Regions from separate parts of the Rattus norvegicus genome. Here all the other regions are linked to region 2. A link is a contact called in public Hi-C data. All regions are on one chromosome and are shown on one strand. The core of a region is the stretch at or near the end of the contact, and the rest is flanking DNA. Distances in the headings are between cores, read along the strand shown.

What was found. A called contact is a pair of places that touch in the nucleus more often than the background predicts.
Region 1: a Hi-C map of liver shows a contact between it and region 2, with 3 times the contacts expected there. The contact joins two enhancer-like sites. A contact is called at or near these places in 3 of 12 Hi-C or Micro-C datasets (kidney, liver and mammary epithelial cells).
Region 3: a Hi-C map of liver shows a contact between it and region 2, with 4 times the contacts expected there. The contact joins two enhancer-like sites. A contact is called at or near these places in 3 of 12 Hi-C or Micro-C datasets (the A7r5 cell line, hepatocytes and liver).

What each region holds. Positions count from the first base shown.
Region 1 is chr18:11,844,818-11,849,847 of GRCr8, reverse strand. No RefSeq gene overlaps it. Among named protein-coding and RNA genes, the nearest start is that of Dsc1, 44 kb to the right of the region's middle. Within about 2 kb of position 3,362, at least 2 of the 93 cell types and tissues checked have an H3K27ac peak or open chromatin away from gene starts, as enhancers often do. A contact at or near this core is called in liver, where this site is marked.
Region 2 is chr18:12,127,427-12,132,403 of GRCr8, reverse strand. All of the region lies in intron 1 of Dsg2 (desmoglein 2), which reads right to left. Among named protein-coding and RNA genes, the nearest start is that of Dsg2, 8.6 kb to the right of the region's middle. Within about 2 kb of position 3,588, at least 7 of the 93 cell types and tissues checked have an H3K27ac peak or open chromatin away from gene starts, as enhancers often do. A contact at or near this core is called in liver, where this site is marked.
Region 3 is chr18:11,645,832-11,650,299 of GRCr8, reverse strand. No RefSeq gene overlaps it. Among named protein-coding and RNA genes, the nearest start is that of Dsc3, 41 kb to the left of the region's middle. Within about 2 kb of position 2,164, at least 2 of the 93 cell types and tissues checked have an H3K27ac peak or open chromatin away from gene starts, as enhancers often do. A contact at or near this core is called in liver, where this site is marked.

The DNA.
Region 1 (5,030 bases), core at 2,113-4,612, 280 kb after region 2:
TGTTTGAATGCCAAGAGAATAAAAGGAGCAGGGGATGGGAGGTAGGGGTGGGGCAGTAATGTATGGGAAGAAATAAAATGCCAGGAGGACATTACTAGAAAAAATTGCCTATAAAAGTAACTGTCAAAAAAAAAAAGTGTTCACGTGAAAATCATAACGGACAGTAAAGCTGTAAGTTAGGACTTGGAAATTATTAGAGACCAAGGAACAGATCCCAAGAATTATAATACAGGAAAAAGGCAGAAGTGAGGAGAAGTTAATCAGGCTCCTACCAGATAGCTCCAGAAGATACAGCTTATGTGGTAGAGACATTTGAAGGTGAGAGATGTGGAGGTGAGGGGAGGAGGGAAAAGGGGGAGAAGGAGGAGGGGAAAGAAGGATAGAGGGAGTAGATGTGAAGGGAGAGGAAAGGAAGGCACGGAGCAGTAGAAACAGTAGGAAAAACCATTCTGAAACCTTTTTGGAAAGGCATGGAAGGGATACCTCTCAAAACTGTGGAAAGCGCACCAGCTGTGGCGGATGTCAGGAAATTGTTACTGCTGACGGACAAAGCATATTTTATGTTTATATTAAAGGGCCCAGCCTTATTCTCTCTCTGGAGAAGTCTTTGCTCATTCTGGGACATATGCTACTGTCTTTACACCTCTCTCTCCTCTTGATGCTTGTATTTAAATCTATGTTAAAACCTCTTCTTAGTTAGCTCCAACTTGCTTCATCAAAAATAAACAAACAAATCTTAAACGACATTAAGAAACTATACTAGGGGCACCCATTCTCCTATATATCACCCCTGACAATACATCAGACTAGAGTTTAGATATACATACATACCTGCCATTTAATTGGAGTGATAAATCAGATAGTGAAAGTAGGATTTGTTCACTTGTGCTGCCTGTGTGGCAGACATTAGGAATCGGTCCAGGTCCGAAACAGGTCTTATATTCACGTTAGAGTTTTTCTTCTTCTTTTTTAACAAGATTAATTTTGTGATCTATGTTGTGAAAATGCCACATTTGTGAATGAATTGGGATGTAGAAGAAAGAGTAATAAAAACATTCTAATGGTTTCTACTTAGTTTTGGACTGAGGTACATACTTTACCTATTAAGGTAGACCTGGCCTCCAGGTTCTCCCAGGATCCCTCAGTCTTTACCCAGAATACTCTGCTCCCAACCTTGAACATTCCAACCCAAGAGCTGGGCTCCTCCTACCCCCAGAAGAGGCTCCTCCATATATAAACCAGACATTTTGCTTGCTCTCTCTCCTTCTTCTTCTCCTCTCTTTGCATATGCCCTTTCTCTCTTTCTCTTCTGTCTGTCTGTCTGTCTGTATGTACGTGTGCATGCCTGCTGCCTAGAGAGGTCAGAAAAGGGCACCGAGTTTTCTGGAAACAGAGTTACAGATGGTTATGTGCCACCATGTGAACTGAGATCCTCTGGAAAAACAACCAGTGCTTGTAACCACTGAACACTGACAACTTCTTAATTACCTTATATGTTAGCCTTTTGTATAATATTAGAGTATAAAATTGGTACGAGAAGTGGTACAAACATCACACACATAAAAAGAATTTATGAAATTTTAATCTGAAAGATCTACTAATAACAAGGACAAAATGTGGTACACCGGAAAGATAACAACCTGTTCGCATGCAGAAAATGACCAACAAGAGTATCACATGTGATGCCGTGCAAGACACATAAATTGAACTAGGTGAAGTGGCTAGAAATTTCCAGAAAGAGTATGTGAAGAAGCATGGGTGAAGTTTAGAAGTTGGTAAATACATATGCTTAAGAGGGGCATTAAAGATAAATAAACACGCAGTCACATAGACCCAAAAAGCAAAAGTCTCAGAAACAAACAGTCCTAGAAAATTGTCTCCAATGCCTACATAGCAGGGATGACAAGCTCCCAGATATCAAGATGAGAGGCCAGCAGACTGGGAAAGAGGAAGGCACTTTCATCAGAAAATCGAGGAATCAGCCTCAACCCCCATCCAAGTTTCATGGGCCTTTTCATTCCAATTCGTAGTTTTTGCTGGATTCTCCCTCTTCCTGTCTATTTGAGAGTTAAGGCAGAGGTAGGAAGGTTATTGATCTGATGAGGAAGCCCCATGATTCCACCAGGGATCCTGAACTTTGAAGGGGATAAAATAATGATCAGATTTTGGATTACCTCCCTTGAAAACCAAATAGTGCATTTAATTTGTGGAAAGAAATCTACATCGAAATGACTTTTAGCTAGAGTCAAACTCTGTCAAGACAGTGCCACTTTTCTACCTAACTCCTTTCTCCTGTGTTCTGTAGTGACACTGTTTGAGTCTGTTTCTCTTTACCTTTCCCAGGGTCCTTTGTGGATAGTAGGATTGTGGTTCCTCCTGTAATAGGAGCAACTTTGAAAGGTATAATTCCTGCTTTATCTTTGTAAAGATAAGTAAGAACTCAAAGCCCGAGGTTGAAAGATATGTGGGACCAACTCCTGGAGTAATAAAGATGAGGAAGTAGGTGCAGGCCTGATCAGGTCATGTGCAAACTCAGACGTTATTCTGTCAAAACCACTCTGGGGTGGGGGTGGGAAAAACTTAGTGAATGAGAAGATTGAAATAAGAAGTTTGGCATTTATCTAAAGGCCAGAGTTTTGGTTCAGTTAACTGTTGCCTGGGTACCCAGGTAAAGACAGTAAAATGGTGGCAAATCTGGCTTCATTCCCTTAAAGATGAGAAATGGGATAACCTTACCATGTGTGTCTGTGTATGGATAAGGAGCAGAAGAGAGTGGAGGGCTCTCTCCTGGGATCCACAAAATTCATGAGCTAGGACAGGGAAACACAATGAGCGATGTCACAAAAGAGGAAGTGCTCCTAAAGCCGAGAGAGCATTTCCCCATTCTATCCCACGGGTATGGCCTTCCGAGAGACAATGGTAGTTATGACTAAACGCTACCGTGTGTCTGAGGCCTTGCACATCGTGTTGCTCTTTGATCATTCATCAGGAGAGAAAAGGAAAAACGGTGGCAGACGTGCCAAAGTTCATATCAGCAACACTGCCAGGGCTATGGTTTTTACAAGAGAGAATGTGATTCTACCGAATCCCCAGCTGTGTTTAGTGAGGGTTAGATCCTGCTGAAGAACATTTGTTCTGCAGAGTACCTAAAGTAGCGTCTCCAGTTATGCACAGCCCCCCACCCCCCATACACCAAACTGTATAACCAACGAAATCGTTTTTAAGTATTTCAGGCCATAAAGCAACAGACTTTGCTCCTGGAGGAAGGCGGCTTTATTTGGAGTGGGGGTTGGGAAAACTTCACCCTGCAGCAAATAGGGAAAGGCAAAGGTTCTCTGAGAGTGGAGTTGCGGTCCACATTGGGGCAAACAACCAGACTAACAAGTTATTTAACCATGAGCTAACAACCCAAACGAAGGACATGGTCCACACTGTAAACATCCCTGACTGAGGGAGGGAGGAGAGAGAGAGAGAGAGAGAGAGAGAGAGAGAGAGAGAGAGAGAGAGGCACTCTGGGTAGAAAACTGCCCATATCAAATGCATTTTTTTTTAAAGCAAATTCTTATCTAATCTAGAGCGCAGCTGCTGCTCACTCTGGTGACTGCGTTATAAAACCTTGTAGAAAATCAGGTTTAAAAAGAAATCAGCGCTATGCACCATAGGGGTCAGCGATCCTCAGTCCACTCTTAGGTATGCTTTTTACTCAAACAGGACTAACAGCAAAATGGGAAATTCAGAGAAACAGAGAAGAAGGAAAAAATAATCTAGACTTGTTATGGTATCCAGATTTTCTGGTTTCTATGAAAATGTAGAACAGGCAAAAATAAACAAATAGTAAAAAGCTATTTCTGTGTCAACTTTCCTGACTGGCATGGCATTTAGTAAATGAATATTAAATCAGATACTTCATATGTGTTAAAAGAATCCAAGAAATTAGGGTACGTGTGTGTGTGTGTGTGTGTGTGTGTGTGTGTGTGTGTGTGTGTGTGTAAGGAACTGCAGGAAATGCAAGGACAGCCCCTGGAATGGGGGAATGCCAGTAATACAGCAGAATCCCCCTGAAAGAGAGTCTAAAGCTGACAAGTATGCAAACAAGTGTTGACAGGATCCAAGAAGCTGGAAGAAATTTAACTCTCTCATCAATTTGTGATGGGAAAAAGCACCCTGTGGTTGTGCAGTGGTTAAAAATAAGACTTGAGCCACCTGACTGTACAGATGAGACACAAAATGTTATGCTGTGCTCCTTGGCTAAATTCTTCTCACTCAACTAACCTTCTTCCCACGATCTTCATGGGAGCCTTCCCCAGTAACTAGGAAGGGTTGTGTAGATCATTTACCTTAGTCTTTCTAACTAAAACACAGGAAAAATGGAAAGGAAAAACATGAAAATACAGCTCAAAGTCAGATTTTTTTTTAATTTCTTTTATTTTTACAGTCCAGATTTTATTCCCTTCTCAGTCTACCCTCCAACTGTTCCACATCCCATACCTCCTCCCATCCCCCACTCCCCCCATCTCGTTTCCACAAGGATGTCCCCCTACACCCACACCTGACCTCTAAACTTCCTGGGGCCTCCAGTCTCTTGAGGGTTAGGTGCATCTTCTCTGACTGAACCCAGACCCTGGAGTCCTCTGCTGTATCTGTGTTGGAGGCCTCATCTCAGCTGGTGTATGCTGCCTGGTTGGTGGTCCAGTGTCTGAGAGATCTCCGTGGTCCAGATTAATTGAGACTGCTGGTCTCCCTACAGGTTTGCCCTCCTTCTCAGCTTCCTTGGGCTTTTCCCTAATTCAACAGAGGGGTCAGCAGCTTCTGTTCATTGGTTGGGTACACATATCTGTATCTCAAAGTCAGACTGTTAAGTAAAAAATTTAATAAAGTAATTCACATACCTATAAACTACATATGACCAGGGAGACAATTTAAGTCATATTTTTCTCAAACCTGTGTACAGTAGATGTAATGAAGGGCCAGTGTGGAACACGAAATATAAGTGATGTATTAGAAAAACATGAAACCATTCCTTTTATATC
Region 2 (4,977 bases), core at 2,339-4,838:
CATAAGGAAGGGGAGGGGGGAGGGGGATTTTGCCCGGAAACCGGGAAAGGGAATAACACTTGAAATGTATATAAGAAATACTCAAGTTAATAAAAAAAAAAAAAAAAAAAAAAAAAGAGTGGACGGAGGAAACTCCCTTCATAAAGTGGTTCGCTGACTTCCACATGTGTGCCATTACATGTGCTCCCCTATACTACTACTAATTATTAATAATAATTATAACAACAATAAATAAAAATCCTGTCAGGCACGGTGGCACAGGCCTTTTATTCCATCAGCCTGGAGGTTGAGGGAGGTGGATCTCTGTGAGTCTGGGACCAGCCTGTTGTATATAGTGAGTTCCAGGACAGCCACGGTTACACAGTGAGACCCTGTACCAGTAAGAAATTAAATAAATGAACCATCCAACGTAAAACTCCAACTTGTAAATGACCCAGGTACGTACACGGCCTAAGTGAACAGCTGTAGTCTTCGGTGGCTGCTAATTTTGAAAAATCCTCCCTAGCGGAGGAAGCAGGACCCTGAACTTGGCTTTCACGTTTATGAGCTCTGTGTTTGAACCTGGTAAATACCGGACGGGTGAGTAGCAGTGTGTGATTGCCGTAATCTCCTGCCTGCTCTTCAGATAATGGGTCAGTCTCAGTAACGACGGCGACTCCTGGTGAATCACCCATGAACGTCGGCTCCAGCAGGAAGGCTTGTGCATGGTGCCCTTTTACAGACTCAGAAGTTGGAGGCATAAACTGAGCCAGGCTGGGTTACATCCAACCTGCCCCATCCTGTCCTGCAAGGAATTTTTCTTTCCTGAGAAGTTCTTGGTCATTATGCTAGTTCACAAGATTAATTTTTATTCACTGTCGATTTTATTAACATCCCTAAATCATTCTCTAAGAAGCATCTTCTTGGCTAACAGAGGCCAGCTTTCGAGTTTTTTTTTTTTTTTTCTCCTCTGGGTTTTACCGTACAGAGATGTGAACGGTGCCTCTCACATGTTGCTGGTACCAGAATTAACGGTGAAAATGGTTTGACCCCACCTGATCATTTCCTGTTCAGTGAGTCTGGACTGGGGCCCGGGAACATGTATGTCTCGTCACTTTCCAGGTAATATTGAGGCTTCAAAAGGTCAGTTTCAAAAGGCACTGCCTAAAAATCACAGGGTAGCAATGGAAAGAAAGAAGATGACAGACTGAGCCCGGGCACTTCGTAAGCCCGACAATGAACCCTTTGATGCGGATTGCTGTGGGCAGACGTGACTTCCATATGGTGAAATTTAAACACCGTGAGTTATACGGGAAGGGTTTCACCTTATAAGTACCAATCACGAGGCATAGGGTTGCCTTAGAAATTGTTGTGTAGTCCCCATTAAACCTTTGATTAGTACTCCGCCTGTCTCATCACAGCCAAAGGTTAGTACTCCAGTAGTTAAGCCAGGACCAGTGTCACATTCGGCTACACAGCAGCCCGTGACTGCTGACAAGCAGCAGGGCCATGACCCTGTCTCTCCACGAAGTCTTCAGCGCTTAAGTAGCCAGAGAAGTCCATCACCTGATCCAAATCATACTTGTAGTAGTAATGCATCAACTGCAGCTGTTGTACCACAGAACGCATCTGCTAGGCCTTCGTGTTCATTAATACCTACTCTAGCAGCACACTTCAATGATAATCTCATAAAACATGTTCAAGGGTGGCCTGCAGACCATGCAGAGAAACAGGCATCAAGATTGCGTGAAGAAGCCCATAATATGGGAAGTGTTCATATGTCAGAAATATGTACTGAGTTAAAAAATTTGAGATCATTAGTTCGAGTATGTGAAATTCAAGCAACTTTGCGAGAGCAGAGGATACTCTTTTTGAGACAACAAATTAAGGAACTCGAAAAGCTAAAAAATCAGAATTCCTTCATGGTTTGAAGATGTGAATAATTGCACATGATCTCATAGAGGAACTGTAAATCTGTTGCCCAGTCATAACATTTTGAGCTGCATTTCAGTAGACCATGGACTGTTAAGCTGGGCAAATGAAATGACAAGGGGACGGGGTCTGTGAGAGTCAATTCAGGGGAAAGATACAAGATTGATTTGTAAAACCCTTGAAATGTAGATTTCTTGTAGATGTATCTTCACGTTGTAAATATGTTTTGTAGAGTGAAGCCATGGGAAGCCATGTGTAACAGAGCTTAGACATCTGAAACTAATCAATGCTGAGGTGGCTAAATACCTAGCCTTTTACATGGAAACCTGTCTGCAAAATTAGCTTTTTTTAAAAAAAGAAAAAATTTGGGGGGTTAATTTATCATTCAGAAATCTTGCATTTTCAAAAATCCAGTGCAAGCACCAGGTGATCTGTGTGTGAGGATACGATTTTGAACCTTATGAGCAGTGTACAAATATCATGAGACAACTGATCAGCACTTGCACCTGATCAAGAGCAGTGCTGCTCCATTTGTTTTGCAAAGAAATGTTTTCATTTCCTGTATGTTCCATTCCCTCTGAAGTCCCTTGGCCTGATTTTATCCATTTTTTTAAAGGTGCCCTCTTTCCTTTCTTGGGGCACTGTTGCTGTGGCACTTTTCTATAACCTTCTCATTCCTGTGTACAGTAGCTGGAGTTGCAGTGATTGAGCATAACCCACGTTTGTATAAATTATTGAAATCCATTTTCACCCTGTAAGAATGGACTTAAAGTACTGCTGGGCAAGTGTGCTGGAAGTACATTGACTGCTCAAATACAAGGAAGTGGCCCAATGAACATGGTTGTGGGAGGGGAAAGGAGAAACAAAGCTAGTCAGATGTGAATTGTATCTGTTGTAATAAACATGTTTAAACAAAAAAAAAAAGAAATTGTTGTGTATGTGCATGAATGCATGTGTGCCTATGTGTGTCTGTGTGTGTACTCGTGTGCACAGAGGTCAGAAACTGAGCGTATGAAGTATGAGCTGCCCCTTGTGGGTGCTGACAACATAGACCTGGTCCTCTCCATGAGCAGTGAGCACTGTCGACGCGGAGCCCTCTCTCCAGCCCCAAGACTGCTTTCCGTACGAGGTACTTTCCTTCTGGTTTATATCTCTCCTTCAGGTTTACAGGTAACACCGATCCTGGACATTGATCATTGATTTTTTTTTTTTTTAAGATTTATTTATTATATATAAGTACACTGTAGCTGTCTTCAGACACACCAGAAGAGGGCATCGGATCTCATTACAGATGGGTCTCAGCCATCATGTGGTTGCTGGGATTTGAACTCAGGACCTCAGGAACAGCAGTCAGTGCTCTTACCCGCTGAGCCATCTCTCCAGCCCTGATTTTTTTTTTTTAACCATTTTATTGCCGCACTTCTCTGAAGGCAGCCACAAACGCGTTTGAAATTGGACAAGCCAGAAGTTAAAGTGTATATATGCTCCCTTTTATTTGACATTTAAGAATCATGGGCGGTTTCCATCTTTTTTTAAAAAAAAATTTTTAATTGCGGCGCAATTATCTCTGAAAAGTACTCCTAAAAAAATAAAATGTGAGAAACTGGATCTTCTTCCCTGAGGTTTAAGAATGCAGCCTTCTTACCCCCCACTAGATGGCACTGGTCTGCCAGGAAGACGGACTCCACGACGCACCAGAAACTGACCAACGATTGTCTCCAGAAAAGTGGCCCGGCAGTATGGAACGGTCTGTGCGAACGCGTTTGCAGGATTCTAGCCATGAAATTAGGTAAATTGCTTTTACATTTCGTTGCAGCACCGTGCACTGGCATATGTGAGCTGGCAGACACTGGGTGCTCTCTATGCAGCCCCACATACTGGCACTGAGGGATGCTATACAACCATCGAGTTCCCTTGCCCACACTACCGTTCCCCACTGTAAGCTCCACCATCATGGGAGAGTGTGAGTGCACCCAGAGACTGCTTTGCACCCACATAATTCAGGACTGTGAAGTGTACGGGAGTCAAGTACCTCATATTCAGTGTATCTGGGCACTCCGTTTAGGACCCCTGGTTAGCCTGCAAAGGAATGGGTGTCATGTGCTATTTTATAATACCTTCAGGATCACACTCTGTCCCATCTTCCTCCTGGCCCCAGCTCCTTCTTGCTTGTTCTCTCCTTCCCTCCACACATCCCAGCCCCTGCGTTTACAGCACACTTGGCCACTGCCATCTGGTTTCCCTTCCTGCTTTGTTTAGGTCTCTTCATTCCCTTTCGTAGCCCTGCTTTTTAAAAACTCTTGTGTTCCACACAGATATCATGAAAATGGAGATTCCACGTGTGATAGGAGAAGTGCGATTTCACCGGGCGTTGGTCTACACTGCTTACTATTCATAATTATCCCCAGTTTTATTCACTAACTCTCCCGTGCAAGTCAGATGGCTTTGCTGGCTTCTCAAACACAGAAAGAAATGGACTCACTTGGAAGGACCCTCTCTGTGTTTAAGGAATTTAGTGAGCTTCTAGGCATATGCAGTAGGGTCGCCGCTCTAGTGACTGTCAGAGCTTAGCTGGGAGAGAAGGAAGTTTTTATTCCTCCCAAGAGGGGCTGGTCCGGACCTCTGCATCTCTATTATTTGCATAACCACACGACAGTGTTATAGCTCATAAGTTAGGCGTAGTAAGAGATGTGCAGCAGCTGTAACAGGACCAATCACCTGGACCTTATCGTGGTTTTCCTATCATGGCTGACCATGGCTAACCAGTAGGAGAGTCTTAATCCTGGGAAAACCATCTGCATACGGGGTTCTGGGGAGCTAGCAGAGGCCAAAGCTACTTCCTGCTTCCTGCTGGGAGGGAGGAGGTGGCAATGGGCGTGGCTTTGGAGAAGGTGCAAAAGCTAGGAGAAAGGAGGAAAGCCACAGATCAAAAGACGCTAGCAGGCAGAACAAGCAGCTGTGTCTAGCTAGCGTCTAGGCCTTCCGTAAGATGGTGGCAAGCAGGAAAATCAGACAAAGTGGGGAGGACCGTCACTGATCACGAGGGAGCCACCCCCTTCAAATGGG
Region 3 (4,468 bases), core at 915-3,414, 480 kb after region 2:
GTTTACCTGAGGAAATGCCGAGCATAAAAGGCCCAAGAAAGAGAGAGCACAGGGACAATGATACATTTTTTCCTGTCTTAGTAACACTTCTGCCTTGTGCTTGTAACTTAGTGAAGTGCACAGTACATCTCTGAACCAAAGTCAGAAGCGCATTTCAGGGATTGAATGTGACTATGTATAAGTTCAGATGGTCAAAGCCATGTTACTCTCCAAAAGAGGACCTTGTCAAACCTGAAAAGTCTTGTCATTCAGAAGATCTGGGCTTTATTTTATTTATTTTAAAATTATTTTCTTTTCTTTGTATGTGAGCCTGATTGTATTTCTGTGTACCAGGTGCATGCAAGAGTCTACGGAAACCAGAAGAGGGCACAAGATTCCTGGGAACTGGAGTCGTAGATGGTTATGAGCTGCTGTGTGGGTGCTGAGAACAGAATCAGGGTCTTCTGTGAGAGTAGGGAATACTTACTGGGCATGCTCTGCAGCTCCAGGACCTAGATCTCATATGTTAACCTGGGCTTCAAATCATGTCTCCAGTGACAACCCATGATGTCAAATACACCTTTACTTTCCCAACTTACTTTGTCTCTATACTCAAAAATATTTAGGCAAAAGGGAAATAGGAACATAATCCCATTACAGTAAATTCGTATGCTTATATTTTTGAGAGTGCACATCTCCACAAAATTGGATAAATTCTTACTTCTGTCACTGTCAATCCAATACTTTAACCAGTTTTAATTTTTGTAGAGGACTTTTTAACTCCTCTGGGTGGAATACAGATATGCCTTTAGTATACACACACCTTTAATGCCAAACAATGTAGGTAAGTTTAGTTCGTAGAAGGAGCAGTGCTTGATAGTGATGTCTAATTGAGGGGCAGACAAAGTGACAAATCAGAGAAAGATTAGACAACGTGAGTCAGAAATAAGATGTCTCATGGGGACAGATAGGAAAGAGACACTTCTTAAGAGCAGCACAGGGTGGGGGAGGGAGAGAGAGAGAGAGAGAGAGAGAGAGGGGGGGGGGGAGGGAGAGACAGAGAGACAGAGAGACAGAGAGACAGAGAGACAGAGTTGAGAGTTGAGGCAGTTGGGAGTCAGAGCTGGGAGTTTGTCCTGAGTTCATGTAGTTGAGCACAGATCAGCAGAGGCAGCTGAAGTCAGAGAATAAGAAGGAGTCAGATGAGAACAGATGGCCAGAGTTAGTTTGAGGCCAGGCAGAGCAATTCCATGAGGAGCTAAATTGAAACAGTCAGCTCTGGAGTTTGAGTCAGAACAGCTGAGTTGAACCAGCCAGCAGAGTTCAGAAAGAGCTAGAAAGAGTGAGCTTGTCCAGCAGGAAGGCTCCAAAATGACAATCACACCAGGCGAATAAAATACTTTTACAAACTTTCACTCATTTTACAAATGCTTAAAAGTCGAATCTGCAATCAACTTGTATTCATATTTTTTAAAAAATAACAATTAAACCAATCATTATTTCTAACTGCTGATTAGATTAACTTCCACTCCATAACTGAGCATGCACAGCAATCATGTAACAGCAGGTTAAAGCCACTGTCTTCAGGAGACTTTAAGACAGCATAAGAATAAAGACCCAGAGAGAGGGACAAGAAAGCACACACAGATGCACCTGTAGGGGCTGGAGAGATGGCACAGTGGTTAAGAGCACTTAATGCTCTTCTAAAGAATCTGAGTTTAGTTGCTAGACCCCTAGTGGGTACCTCATGATATCCTATTCAGATCCAGTGTTTATGTGTTCTTATGTACTGCATAGGCATCTGCATATACATATATATATGTAAATAAAAAAATAAAATAATCCTAACACACACACATGGTGTGTGTGTGTGTGTGTGTGTTGTTGTAAGACTTGAGAAAAGCCCACTGAGTCCTGTGTACAGGATGTCCCACACACAGAGACACAGAGACGGAGATCGATATAATAAGCAAGAGGTTTACTAGTCTAGTGCACTAGGGTCATTCTGCAATCGGGGCAGAGGTGACCCCCAGGGACAAAGGCACACACTTTTTATACTGTTTTAGGAGTACAAGCAAGGTTACAGTTTAAACTTATTGGCTAAGCACATTGACCTTTGAATCTATTGGCTAGTAAGTACAACACACATTCAAGCTCCGGCAGGGAGGTGTCTTTGGCCCTGTAGAGGAGACAGTGGGGGGTCCCACCCCTATTGTGGTTGTGACACTTATAGAATGGAGTGTTTACTCAGCAAATTCTTGTGGCGCTCCCTGGCAGGAAGACACCTGATGTTTTCTAAGAGAGCTTTTGTCTGCTTGGTCCCCACATTCAGTGTGTGTGTGTGTGTGTGTGTGTGTGTGTGTGTGTGTGTGTGTGTACTTAGGCCAAGCCAAGAGCAAGGTTCAAGTTTGAGTACAAATAATGCTCTGATTTTTTTTGTGTCCATGTGTGGAAATACTTTGTGACTTGTCAGGTGACCTATGTAAGTACTAGATCTACCTACGTAGTCTCTTGTTTAAAATATGACCATTCATTAATTTATTCATTCAGTTAGTGATAATTCTTGGTCAGTTACCACATGCTAAGGATAGTTTTCAATGCTAAAGATATAGCAGTGAGGAGAGTAACTAAAGCCAGTTTTAAATTTTAAGTTTCATTCCTGGAAGGGAGAGGAAATGCTTTGCTTGGCGTGTCCCTATTTCTAAAGGCAGCATATGTGAGCTGGAATGGGGTGGGTGTGGGGATCCCAGTGGGATGTCTGGGCTTGTATCCTGTGTCCACCCAGCGTCTGGGATCTTGCTTTGGTTCAGTAAGGGGTGCCTGCTCTCTTGCATTTTCTCCCTCCATTCTTTTTTTCATCTTCTTGCTTTCCCATGGTCTCACTGTTTTTTCTTTAGCTCCCTGGGCTACTCTGTTTCTTCTAATTTTCTTTCTGCTCCTTCCCTCATCTGATTTTCTGTGCTTTCTTGAGCTAGATCTTGAGCTCGCAGCTGGGCTTTGATGATTGCCAGAGGTCTTCATGTGCGCATCACAGGGAGGCTCCTTTGTAACTGACTATCCAAGAAGGCATGTGCCAGCAAGTGTTTTAGAGAACCTCACTGCCAATACCAACATTTGGCATCTTGGTCATCTTCCAATAGTGGGGCTCTAGCTTGTCCTTCAACATGTCTCTACAGCCTGGATCTGTAGAGCCATTTACCCTCCAGCTGGCCTATGTTACCTTTCAGCGTTTTGTCTCTACCCTGAGCCAATGTCTTACACTGACACTTGGCGCCCCTCTCTGAAGCAAAGACCACATGTTTCCTCTTGTTTTATATTCTAAGATTCTACGCACTTCTGAATCCATAGATCTACAGTCTTCTCTGTGGTAAGAAAGGTAAGAGATAGAAATACTTGTGCTTGCAGTAATTTGCCAGCCACATACATTTATATTTTTACAACAACAAACAACAGGATTTCAAGATGCCAGAAGCCTGCAGCCTATGAGACTGCTCTTAAAATTCTTCATGGTTGTGTGAGAGACATTCATTACGATGAGCGATAATGATGATGAGTGTCCATTGTTTCTTAATTAGAGAACATGGCTGATTATTATGCCATTATTAGATCAGTTTATCTATTGATCATGTCAGCTGCTTCTTAGTTCACGGTTAATGTAGTTACCCCCTTCTTCATTTAACGAGGAGCTTTGCTCATATGCCAGGATATCTTGGTGTATGTGTGATAGATGTCTCTTCACATATGAACTCTTTAAGTTCTACATAGCAAATGTGAGCTTTCCCTGAAAGAAATGTTTCCGTTGTCACACTCTGAGGTATCGGCCCTTGTGACTTAGTGTTTCTCTCGTTACTTTGTCATTTCTGTTACATTTCCTTGTGTAAATTGTTTTATCTGAGGAGGAATCTTCTATGACCCTTTTCTATTGATGTCTTACAAATGGCCAAGAACTTTATGGATTTAAGGAGCCCAGATTTATAATCAGGATTCTATGATCCACCCACCCCCACCCCACAAAATGCAGCTGGAGATACCAGGAAGCTGCCATACTGCACTGCACTCTCACCCAGAGGCCCGAAGAAGAAAGACTCACTCAGGTTGCTGGCAGACTTCATTTCCTTGTAGATTTCCCAGTTCTAGCTTCTTGTTGTTTTAGAGACATGGTCCAAGTTAGCCTTGAACTTGTGATCCTCCTTTTTCAGCCTCCCACATGCTGGGACTTCGGATGCTGTCACTACACCCAGTGGTGCCTGTTTTTGTTGCCTGTTGTCACTGTGGTGGGGTGCCCTCATGTCTCACAAGCAACATAGAGGCTTTGACATGCTACTTTCCTCAGTGTAACTCCTGCTGTCTCTACTCTGCCATATGGAGTCTTAGCCAAAGGAGAGACATCTCAGCCACATGCTTTTATTTTTCATATACTTAGAAGGTATTTTATTATTGCTATTTTAGTTATTTGTGTGTGTGTGAGTGCATGTGTGTCTGTGTGTGT